Linked DNA regions of Gossypium arboreum: region 2 is linked to region 1. The links are chromatin contacts, called in public Hi-C maps. All regions are on one chromosome and are shown on one strand. Each heading gives the region's core, a stretch centred on a gene start, on an enhancer-like site or on the middle of the called end of the contact. The rest is flanking DNA. Distances are from core to core; before and after follow the strand shown. Region 1 holds the start of LOC108483037. Region 2 holds the start of LOC108458347.

The links. A called contact is a pair of places that touch in the nucleus more often than the background predicts.
Region 2: a contact with region 1 is called in a Hi-C map of leaf, with 4 times the contacts expected there. The contact joins the promoter of LOC108458347 here to the promoter of LOC108483037 in region 1. A contact is called at or near these places in 3 of 5 Hi-C or Micro-C datasets (all in leaf).

What each region holds. Positions count from the first base shown.
Region 1 is chr7:99,962,130-99,967,935 of ASM2569848v2, forward strand. LOC108483037 reads right to left here and starts at 4,280. Exons shown (of 1, transcript XM_017786219.2): 1 at 3,036-4,280. The coding sequence starts at 4,099. The coding sequence ends at 3,278.
Region 2 is chr7:100,106,310-100,112,118 of ASM2569848v2, forward strand. LOC108458347 reads right to left here and starts at 1,853. Exons shown (of 14, transcript XM_053031140.1): 1 at 1,662-1,853; 2 at 1,392-1,487; 3 at 1,179-1,245; 4 at 977-1,087; 5 at 470-665. The coding sequence starts at 1,482.

The sequences.
Region 1 (5,806 bases), core at 3,030-5,529:
CTTAATATCATTCAACTGTTGTAAGTCAATATAAAAAAGTTATAAATTAGTTCTTGAACTATTTGAAAATTATCATTTAAGTCACTAGATTATTATATTGTTAATGAATATTTAATAGATCGTTAACCCACTATTCTTCATACGCTAAACTATAACTAGAGTCACTCAACTTTTAGTAAGTTTACACTTTAGTCACTCAATTTTAAAAAAAATACAAAATTATCATTGAATTATTCAAGAAGTTTAAAGTTTTAAGGAGCTACTTCATACTTGTATTCTATTAAATAGTGACATAATCATTGTTGAGTCTTTTTCCCCCAATAAACAAACACGCTGAACAAGAGCTTTTTTCTCTCCTCTAACTTTATAGTTTAATTTTCCTTCAAATGGCATAAAGCTTCACTAATTTAAACTAGAAGCCCTAACAAAGAAAGTCTTTCGATCTTCGTCCACCATCATCAGATGATCGCTTAATTTTTATATGTTCCTCTTCTCAATGAGATTTTCTCCTTAACCTTTTAAGTTGAGCTTCGTCGCCTGAAGCTCACCAACTAACTCTTGACTAAATCTAGTACATTTGAATCTCTTTTCTTTTTGATATTTTGATTATTTTCTCTAATTTTATTTCGCCCTTTTCCTTCTATAAGTCCTTTTTGAGGCTTACCCTAATTTGTAATAAGTTTATATAATCCAAATATTTTAATAAAATGTATCAATTCCCAACTTAACAAGGCCAAACAAATCAAGTCAATGTCTAGCAGTATTTCGCATTCAACCCTTCTCATGCGCTAAAAATGGTGTGAATTTATGAATTCCAGGTGAAGCCAACTAAGCCGTTAAGAAGTCTAAATTAAAGAAATCGGCTAAAGCAACGAAAATAACAATTATAATCCATTTATACTAGTGTAAAATTAAACAGTTTTACATCCTTTTATATTTTTATATGACTAATATTTTAACAATTCAATTATTGATCTTTAACCTCCTCTCTCCTTTGTTCGGTCGGAAATCCGAACCTACTCCGTTCATTGGCTCCTACTGGTAATTGATAAAAACATAGTTATACTGCTTTGTCATGCCAAGCCAAGTCAAGCTAGGAACCAGTTTTTAACACAGTCCTCACCAAGATGGAAAATCTATGGGCAAATTTCCTGTCAGCATATCATCCATATTCATTGTTGTTTTCTGTTTTCGACTTATGCTACCTAGACTCTATATTTTCTTAATATACACATGTCCTGCACATATTTCAGCATAATCATGGGACTATACATGATGGGCATTTAAGTATAACATAGTATTCTTCAAAAATGCTGGCACCATTTATCTTTGCATCTCATCCCAACTCAGTATGAACAATTGTCTATAAAGAAGATCTGAAAGATCCCAAAAGTAATATATAACACCCAAAGTTACTAATCTATTAGTATTTAGCAACTTTAGGTTTTCATCACTTAGCTTCAAAAAGTTATAAAATTATCATCAAACTATTCGAAAATTTTCATTTAAGTTCTTAAACTGTTAAAATTGTTGTTATATGGCATTCTTTGTTTCTTTGTTTGCACTTTCTGCACCAATCAAAACTCTTATTTTGTCTCTCTTTTATCTGTCAGATCGACTTGGATCTAAGGTCTACTCTTCTACTTATCAATGAATATTGATCCACAATACCGATCATGAAATCGTCACTTAGAGTTCGCTAGCCGGATTTTAAAAAAAGCTTAACAATCCAATAACTAAAATAAAAACTTTTAAATAGTTCAATAATTATTTTTATAACTTATTGAAGTTGAGTAATTAAAATATAAATCAACTAATAGTTTAATGACCTTAGGTATAATTACCCATATAAGAAACAAAAAATGCATTCATGCATATAGCCCTAAAACAAATCCACTAAAACTGGCTTTGGCAAAGGGACTTGGGATTGAAGATGAACTACCCTAGGTGGAAGAAGCTGCTCCACCTAATTTTTGGCATGATATTATGATGTGTTAAAACTTTTTCTAGTTTTCAATAGCAATTAAATATATTTCTCTTGAATAAAGGTCAACCAAATTAGCTATATGTTTGACAATTTTGTTTCTAGAGGGAACAAATATAGAAACTTCAACAACCGTAGCAAAGAAACATTTATTGCGCCATTGCTTCATTCCAAGCTATTAACCTTCTGAATGAATACGTCACAGTAATCACAATGCATGTTGTCAAGGCTACATGGTGCATTTCTATCCACTAGCAACTTGGTAAATTACATTTTATTCCTTCTACTAAAAAAAAGTAAATTAATCCCTTTACATACGATTGAAGAGTAAATTAATTTTTTCTGTTAATTTTTTATTTATTTATACTGTTAAAAACTGAAGTGATTGACAAAATAATCAACAACAGGCACGTAGCGTGTCTCGTGTACCACATGCTGATGTATATTGACCAATTTTTAACAGTAAAAATGTAGATTTTTTACCAAAAGCATTATTTTATTCTTTGATCTAACATATAAAAATTAATTTACCTATTTCCTGAATGAAAAGAACAAAACGCAGTCCAATTCTTAATACAATAACCTCCAATTACTTTTTAGTTAAGTGCATCAAATGCGCCTTCCCTAAAAGGGTCTAGCCTTCACAACACAAATCACTAGTCTCATAGCTTAAAGAAATAACAATATAGCATCTAATTGTAAAACATATATTCCATTCAATGAGAAAACAATAGGAATATGATTTGAAAATACTTTAATTTTCGTCAAGCACTTTTCTTTAACCAAAATACAAGCTAATATTATCTTGTCTCACTTTCTTTTTTTCTATTAAAATTCTCAACAATAGTTAGCATTAACTTAACAAAAGAGCACCTTAAAAATCTAACCAAAAACCCAGTAAAACTACCATACAAACCCGCTCTTTACATTTGATTAAAGAGTAAATTTATCTCTTCTAGTAAAATTTTCATCAATATTTATTATTAAAAATTAACGTTGTTGATAAAACAACTGGACAATTTTATGTAGCGTGCCACAGAAAAAAGACCAATTTTTTACCTAGAATTGGACAATTTACTCTTTGATATAATATAATATAATGTATAGGGACTAATTTGCTACGAGTGAAAACGTAAAAATACAATACTCCGTCAATGATACTTTTACAAAAAAAAAACCCTAATGATTCTCCTACTTCACTACACCAAATGTTAATGTAAACAGAGAAAGAGGTAATAAAAGCTTTAACTTACATTGCAATGGCGGATAAATATCTCCATCACTACAAAAACGTTATGAAAATCCTTTACTAAGCTTCTGAATAGCACAAAACATTTTCCTTCTAGAACCAACTGCATTTATTCCCATATCTTTCAAATCTTCCAATGTTAACAATGGCAAAACCTCATCATCAACTTCATGGATCTCGAAAAGTGGAGCGTACCTTCCTAAACCCAAATTATTTAGCCATATTCGAACCCCATCTTCATGCACTGGTCTCCTTCTGTGGATACCCAAATTATCCAAACAATGAATTGGACTCTGTTCTTTAATGGGACTCTCTGAATTCTCCATATCGAAACAATCGTTATCTTCACCACCACTGTATTTATCTTCCGTGTTGTTTTCGCCGTTGATATTAGCGTTTCCGCCGCTAGAATTGTCGAATTTAGGAACCCAATTGGATCTGATCCGTTTAATAGCGGGTCCCCGTTTCTTGATATCTTTAACCCTCCAGCCAATTGTGACGCCGTCTAAATTATTATTGTTTTCGTTAGCTTCTCTTTCGTCATCGAAGGTGCCGTTGTTGGTGGTGTCAGCGGCGGCGAGATTGGGAACAGTGCGAGTTTTTGACGATTTAGAATTCAAACCGCCGACTGAGGTGTTTAACGAATGGTGGGGTTGGTTTTTCCATTGCTTAGAGGCGGCAGATACGGCAGAGGGAGCTGTGGGTCTTCGTGTGTGAGAATCATAGGATTGGTCGCCACCGATGTCGCCTAATCGAACGCTGGGACGTCTTTGGCGTTTGGATCCAACGGTGTCGGATGAAACGACGGCGACGGAGGGTGGTACGACGCCGTTTAGCTGGTCATAGGATTGCTGTATATCAGCCATAAGTGGGGGGTTTGGGGGGCAACGGGTGGGAAAGAGAAGCTGAAATACAAGAAAGTGAAGTGGGGAGACACTGTGGAAGTGATGTTTGGGTGAGTAACACGTGTCCTCATTACCTACAAAGGAGAGGACTCTCTGAGTCAGCCCCGTGTTGTTTTTTATTTTCCTTCTCCCTTGCCCTCAATCCTTTTGGAGTTAACAATTATTAGCGTATTTTTGTTATTATTTAATTATAATAATTTTAATTTAGTTATTAATGTCTTAAATATAAATTTTTTGATTATTTATATTTTAGGTTTTTTTTTGTCACTTTTTATTTAATTATTAATTAAAGTGATGATGCGATTTTTTTCTAATCGGTATAATAACACATTTAGTCATCAATACTTACACATTCTATCAAGTTGATCATAATTCTAAATAATTCAATAAATTTAAACATCTACATTTACAAATTTTATCAATTTGATCCTCAAACATATATAATTAAATTTATTTAATTATATACCATTATGAAAACTACATATACGAAACCTTTATCCAATGACATTGTCAAATATGCGTGTTACCTCATAAGATATCATTGACCCCTTTAGGTTAAGTTCATCACCTAATCCGATCCATTTTATCTGATGATCAACATTATATCTTTTGCAATGAAAACGACTATCACTTACAAACAGTAATGATTAGTCATTCATCGTAAACAAATAACCTATGGTCACGCTCTATTTTTATAATTCATACAATACTAGTGAGGATGTCACTCTTTTTTTTAAGTTATGATTCCACTACTGTAAGTGAAATCATGTCATGCACAAGTCATTTGCTCAATATACCAACTTTTGACCCACTACCATGAGAGCATAGGCTTTTAATATATCAAAATGTATCATTTATACACACATGACGATTCACTTACATTGGATTAAGGTAATTAGCACAATGAATGTCATAAGTGAAAAAACCATAAACAGCTCTAGGATAATTCATCTTGGATTTAGTCTAAACAATCACAACTATATTTCTATTTTTAGGAGTCAAATTAGTTTCGATAGCCAAGATGGGCATTTTCCCAATTGTATTTATAGACGACATAATAATCTTATTTAAAATTAAATCATTTTCTCTATAAGATTCTATATACCATGGATAATTTAGATTACTTACTAATAATAGTTATCTTCTCGCATTATAATTGTCTAGATAATCAACTTACTATTAGTTAAACCTTAGGTAACCAATGAGCTATTATTTTCTTATGGATTTTACTTTTTATATAAAAACCATTGCAAACAATCATATAAAAATTAATCAAAAGAACGTGTGTTAATTTCATTTATTCAATCAATTTGGAAAAAAAATATACAAGCAATCATGACGAAATTAAGAGCACAAATCCTAATATTAGCAATAGCTTGTGCCAGTGTCACAGGATTTGCAAAGAAACCCGCGACCAAGGCACACTTTGATGTTCCTTTTTGTTCATTGGGGGTCATTCGGCCCGACTGAATTGACCCATTGCTTGGAAAAGACTCAAAGCCCATCTACTTGGAACCTGGCTAAATTGTAAACATTATATTTTGTCAGGATAATTATTGTAAATCCTAAAGGATAAATGTAACGCCCGAATCCTGACCTTATCGTCGGGTTCGAGCTACGGTGTAACAGCCCAGTTTAGATCCTAGTCGGAATAGTGGTTTCGGGACA
Region 2 (5,809 bases), core at 603-3,102, 140 kb after region 1:
CTGCAAAGAATTACAGTCATGCTTCATAAAGAAAACAATACAAAATAACGGCAAACACTGGAGTAAATTAAGGCTCATGGAAACAAAATTGTAAATTTGATTAAGATAAACATAGATTTACAGACATCCCTAGCTTCACTTGTCCACGACAAGTACAAAGTCTATGCTCCAAGCATAGTTAACATCCAGAAATAGCAAACTCAATCAGAAAGCAAAAATTCATTAAGCTCACTGTGATGCTATTGTAAGGCATAAGCAATAATTTACATACTAATTAAAAGCATTTACACCTTTACACAACTCAAAAGACACACCATTTAACCAAAGATAACAAAAGAAAAAAGCAAGAGATTTAAAAGAAATAATGTACGCACGTAACTATTTTATGCTTTTTCATTTCTTCCTTAAGACCCAAAAAAGTGGGTTGAAGATTGTAGATGTACAAATAACAATAAAATTGCAAACCAACCTCAGCTTCTAAAGATGTTCTAGAATCTCCTTTGACAGAACACAAATGTGAAAAGAGATCAGCCCATTTGACTGCCTTGCGTAATCTACCAATCAAATAGATACGCTGGCGTGCATTTGGACCATCTGGAAGCTGTCGTTTCTCCATGGCATGGCTCCAAGCTCTCTCTGCCATATACAGAACCACATGAAGAAACCTATTTCACATCAAATCAAAGTAACACTGTAAGCTTTGAAAAGATATCGTAACTTGAGTACATACAGCATAGACCAACCAATCCCTTGCAATACAAAAAGCTTCTAAAGCAAACAATTTAAAACCAGACATGTTAATGCAAGAAACTCTAAAACATGTTCTAACTATTACTTCACAAGCAACACAACACCAATAATTACCCTCTAACCATGTCTGCACAAACACAAAGAAATAAGCACTTGTAAAGCGAAAATATAAGCAACTTCCATATTGTAAAAAATTGTCAAATTACAGCAAATTAACAAGGCTGACCTCACTTCAGTGACTGTGGACTCCGAAATGGCTTTTCGGGTGTATTTACCACGGCCATGTGTAAACTTCAATGATTTATACAGCCTCCTCAAACGAGCAGTGCAATACCTCCTGCAGTCCCAACATTATTCGTTTAAATATTAACAATGTCCAAATATAAAACATTTCCATAATTTTGTAATCATTTTCAAAGTGAATTTACCGGTAACGAGTGTAATCTCCATGTCGTAATCCATGTTGCATCTGAGCAGACTTAAGAAGTTGCAAAACTGAAAAGGAAGCCAATTTTTTTTATATATAATTTCAAATAAACAAGAAACAAATCAAACAGAACATACAATCTCGCTAACAAATTAGTACAGGTGATGCAATTGTTGAAGTTAAAAATTCTATAAAGAAACATCAAAAAACAAACCATTGATTGAGAATTTAGGGCTGATCTGGTCAGAAATGTTTGAATTTGGATCATCAATTTCCATCGCCGCTGCTTCGTTAACCTTCGCCATAACACCTTCGATAAAAAAAAAAAAAAGACAACAATAAGACTGCATGTGATAACGAAAATGACAGAGGTTTTTGGCAGATTTGTGACAGAAAAAATTCAACCAAAAAATATGAAGGCATTTTACCGGCGAGCAAACCAAGTGTGGAGATCTATAAATTTTGACAGTACCGATGGCGTTACCTTGGATTAATCTAATGGTAATGAAGAATGGCGTTTCACCGTAGACAGCCGTCTGAGATTTGAAGCACCACCAATCTCGATTTCATAGGCCTATGCTGGGCCTCTTTGCAGGGGATTTGATTGGGTCGGGTAATCTTTGTTGAGATTGGGCCTGATTCGAACCGTTTGCTTCGTTACTTTTGCACAGATACGATAGTGCGCGTATGGCAGATAAATATGATGTGGGTTAAATCCATCAAAAGTCCTCAAACTATGACCCTCATATTAAATTAGTCCCAAAAACTTTAGACATTTCAATTGTATCCTCAATTTATTGAGGTTATATCAATTAGGTTCTTTAATTACTAAAATTGTTAAATGACACATTAAATCCTGTGTATTATAATTTGAAAAGAAAGACAAAATAAAAGGTAAAATGTTATTGCATAACTTTTAAAAATAAAAATAAAATAAAACTAGAAAAGAGAGAATTAGGGAATGATGAAGCTTTTGTAAAATGTTTGAAAGCTCGAAAAGAAAATGTTTTTACAAATATTCAAAATGTTTCATGTTTCAAGTCTCAGCTTTTTTTGGGTTGAGAAAATGAACAACTATTAAACTTAAAATAATATACAATATAGCAAAAAAGCCCTGGCCTCAGCCAACAAGAAAGGCTTAATATAATCAGATAGAATTAAACATATGCATAGATTTTCAAAATAATTAAACACAAACGCAAACACATTTGCACTATTGTTTGAGCAAGAAAATAGGATGTTCAATTAAAAAGGGTCTCTAAGATTACTTCAAAGACGAGCAAGACCATCCGCACATTTATTTCCTTACCCGAAAGTATGTATGATTGAGGTGTGCTCAAACTTGGAAAAGAAATTTTCACCATCATTATATCATATCATAATGTTTTACAAATCAGAAAATCATTTAGAAAATATATCAAAGTTTGCACAATAGAATTTCATTTTTTTTAAAATGAACATTTATCATTATATCTAAAGTAAAAAATTTAATCAAATAAGTACATATGTTCCAAGGCATAAGAAGACTGGTGCAAAACTCAAATCCCTTTGGAAAGGTGCTAGCATTTTTTAATCAACTAAAACAAAAGTCTAAAAACTTAAAACATGTAACCAATTGATATTTGGGTAAACTATATGAATAATCATCTAATTATAAAAAAAATTATGGTTAAATATAAAATTAGTACTAAAATTTGTTCACTTTTTCCAAATTAATACTTATAACTTTTTCATATTTCGGATTAATACCTAAACTTTTTTGCACAAGGTGTCCTATTGTACCTAAATTTCTTTTTATTTCCCTCATTTTCTTCCCTTTTTGCTTCTACACTCCTTCATCCCTTCTTTCTTCAGTAAAAACTCATGCCACCAAAACTTTCCCCTTTCAAACTAACCCACAAAGCCCGACTTTTCCGACACCCAAATTTCCATTTTCATTTCTTTTTCTAATTTTTATATGGTTCAAGCTTTTGAATTATCATACAAATAATAGGGCTTTAATAAGCCACATAAAGTTTGAAAAAAAAGGAGAAAAAAATTCATGATGGAGCTCAATCGCTCATCCGCCATAAATTCTTCCTCCTTTTTATCTCAAAAAAAAAAATCGAAAATCAATATAAAATATTAACTTTATAAGTTCCATTTTATTTTTCAAATTTTCATTTTGTTTTTTGTTTTTTCTTGTTTTACCAATCCATTTTCAAGAACGATAGAGAAGAGCATTCAATTCAAATCCCTAATCCTTCACTACAACACCAATATTTTCTTAAACCCATTTCTCGAATCCACCATTTCTCTTCAAACTTTCAATTGTTCATGGAAATCTCCCATTTTCACTATTTCTTCTGTTCTTTCACCCAAAACCCAGATCCAAAAACCAATTATTTGCGCGAAAAATAAGCAAAAGAAGAAATGGGTCTCACGGATCAACTAAGCTCGCACTTGAGTTGGTCTCAATTTTGGCTTCGAATCTCAAGATCTTACTTCAACCGTTGGATCTGATCATTCAAATTTTAGTTGTTGCATATGAATGAGGGCTTAAGTTTTTGAACGACTTCAAGGAAGTAATATTTAAATGATGGAAAAAACCAACAACTCGAAGAATAAACGACAAGAAAATTTTAGGGTTCTTAGTAATTTTAAGGTATTGTATTCTTTGCTTGTTTAGGAAAGAGATAAGTAGTGATTTGTGTCGTAACCATTTTTTAAAAAAAAAACGGGTATGGACTTGGAGAAAAAAAACGAAAACAGGAGTCGCCACCAATCTTTTTAGGTGTGATCGGATCACCTTAAGTTAATCATTTTAATAAAAGTTAAGATTTACTAAAACGATAATTTTTGGTCTACGAAAATCAAAAAATAAGTTCGGGAGTCGGTTACGCATGAGGAAGGATTAGCACCCTCGATACGCCCAAAATTGGTACCTAGTTGATTAATTAGTGTCTTAGTGTCGAAAATTTGAAAACTTGAAAGAATTTAAAATACGATCCTCTTTGTAAAGAAAATGTTCAAATGTTAAGGACCTTCTCGTCTCACAATATAAAAGGTCACATCCAAGAAGTTAGGACACGACATCTTGAATTTTCGAGAGCGAGCTTGCCTTTTATATAAAAATTGTGTATTTCAAAAGGTTATTCAGTTAGTTAAGGTGAACGAGGAAAATCGAAACCCAGAAGTTAGGCACGTTTCCTCGAATTCCCAAACACCGAATATTGCCTTTACTTGCAAAAATCTTATTTCGAGGTAACAAAATGCCATACCCAGTAGTTAGGGCACAACACCTCGTATCTCCGAGAATAAGCATTTTCAAAACTCATGTCATGATTTAAAAGAATATTCCGTTATTTAGGTTAAAGGAGAAAAATCGAAACCCAATAAGTTAGGGCACGATTGTCTCGAATTACCAAATACGAATATTACTTTATGAAAGAATTATTATTGGGTTGGATATAATGATAATAAGAATAATATTAAAGTAAAGTAAACAATAATACTATATATAAATATATATATATGTATATAATAGAAATACACACTACTATATAATAATAATAATAAATATAGAAATACAAAAAGCAAATATAATAAAAATATTAAATTAAAGTAATAAAAACAATACTATATATAAATATATATATATGTATATACATAAAATATACACTAATATATAATAATAATAGTAATAGCAAAAATAATGAAAATATGAGTAATATTAATAATATATTAGAATACAAAAGTAAAGTAATAACAATAGGGTGATAATAATAATAATACAAACAATAATACATATATATATATATATATAATAATAGTAGTTAGAAATAAAAATAATAGAAGTAACAATAATGATAGTAATAATATAAATAAATATGGAGAGGCATATATAATATAATAATATAAATAATAATATATACATGAGAAATAATAATAATAATATAAATAATAGTAAAAATAATAAAATAATAAAACAAAGCTCTCAACTCTCTTTCTCCTCTTTTCTAAATCCGCCGTTGGTCCGGCTTTACTTCAGTCATGGACCCCACAGGTCACATCTATACCAATCAGACATCTATAATGGGACCTCAAAAAAAACTTTTTCAGTAATGAAAATATGGGTAAACTTCTTACTTTTATTTTTACTTTATATAAAAAAACAAAATAAAATTGAAAGGAAAACAATAAACAAACAAAGAACTAAAGATGAGAATAGACAAAAGAAACCTCTTTTGCTTTGGTCTTTGATTAATCTTCAAAACTAGCCTTTCCAAGAAACAAAATAACCTTCTTTCCAAAAAACAAAAAACACCTCCAAAAACAAAAAACCTCCTCCAAAACAAAGAACAATCCTCCTCCAAAAACCAAACCCCCTAAAACAAAGTCTTGAATGGCTTTTATAGCCAAATTTTACAAGTGGAGTGGTTGGGGTGGTTTAGGTGGCCAAGGGTGGTGGAGTTGGTGGCCAAGGTGGGTGGCCAACAAAGGTGGTGGAGTAGGTTGGGCCAAAATTGGGTTTGGGCTTGTAACTGGATAATAGGCTAGGTTTAATTCGGGTTTGGTTTTATTGGGTCCCGGGCAAAATTTGGGTCTTACAATTTGCTTTTTGGGATGTTAGGGTTCATCTTTTTTGTGTTT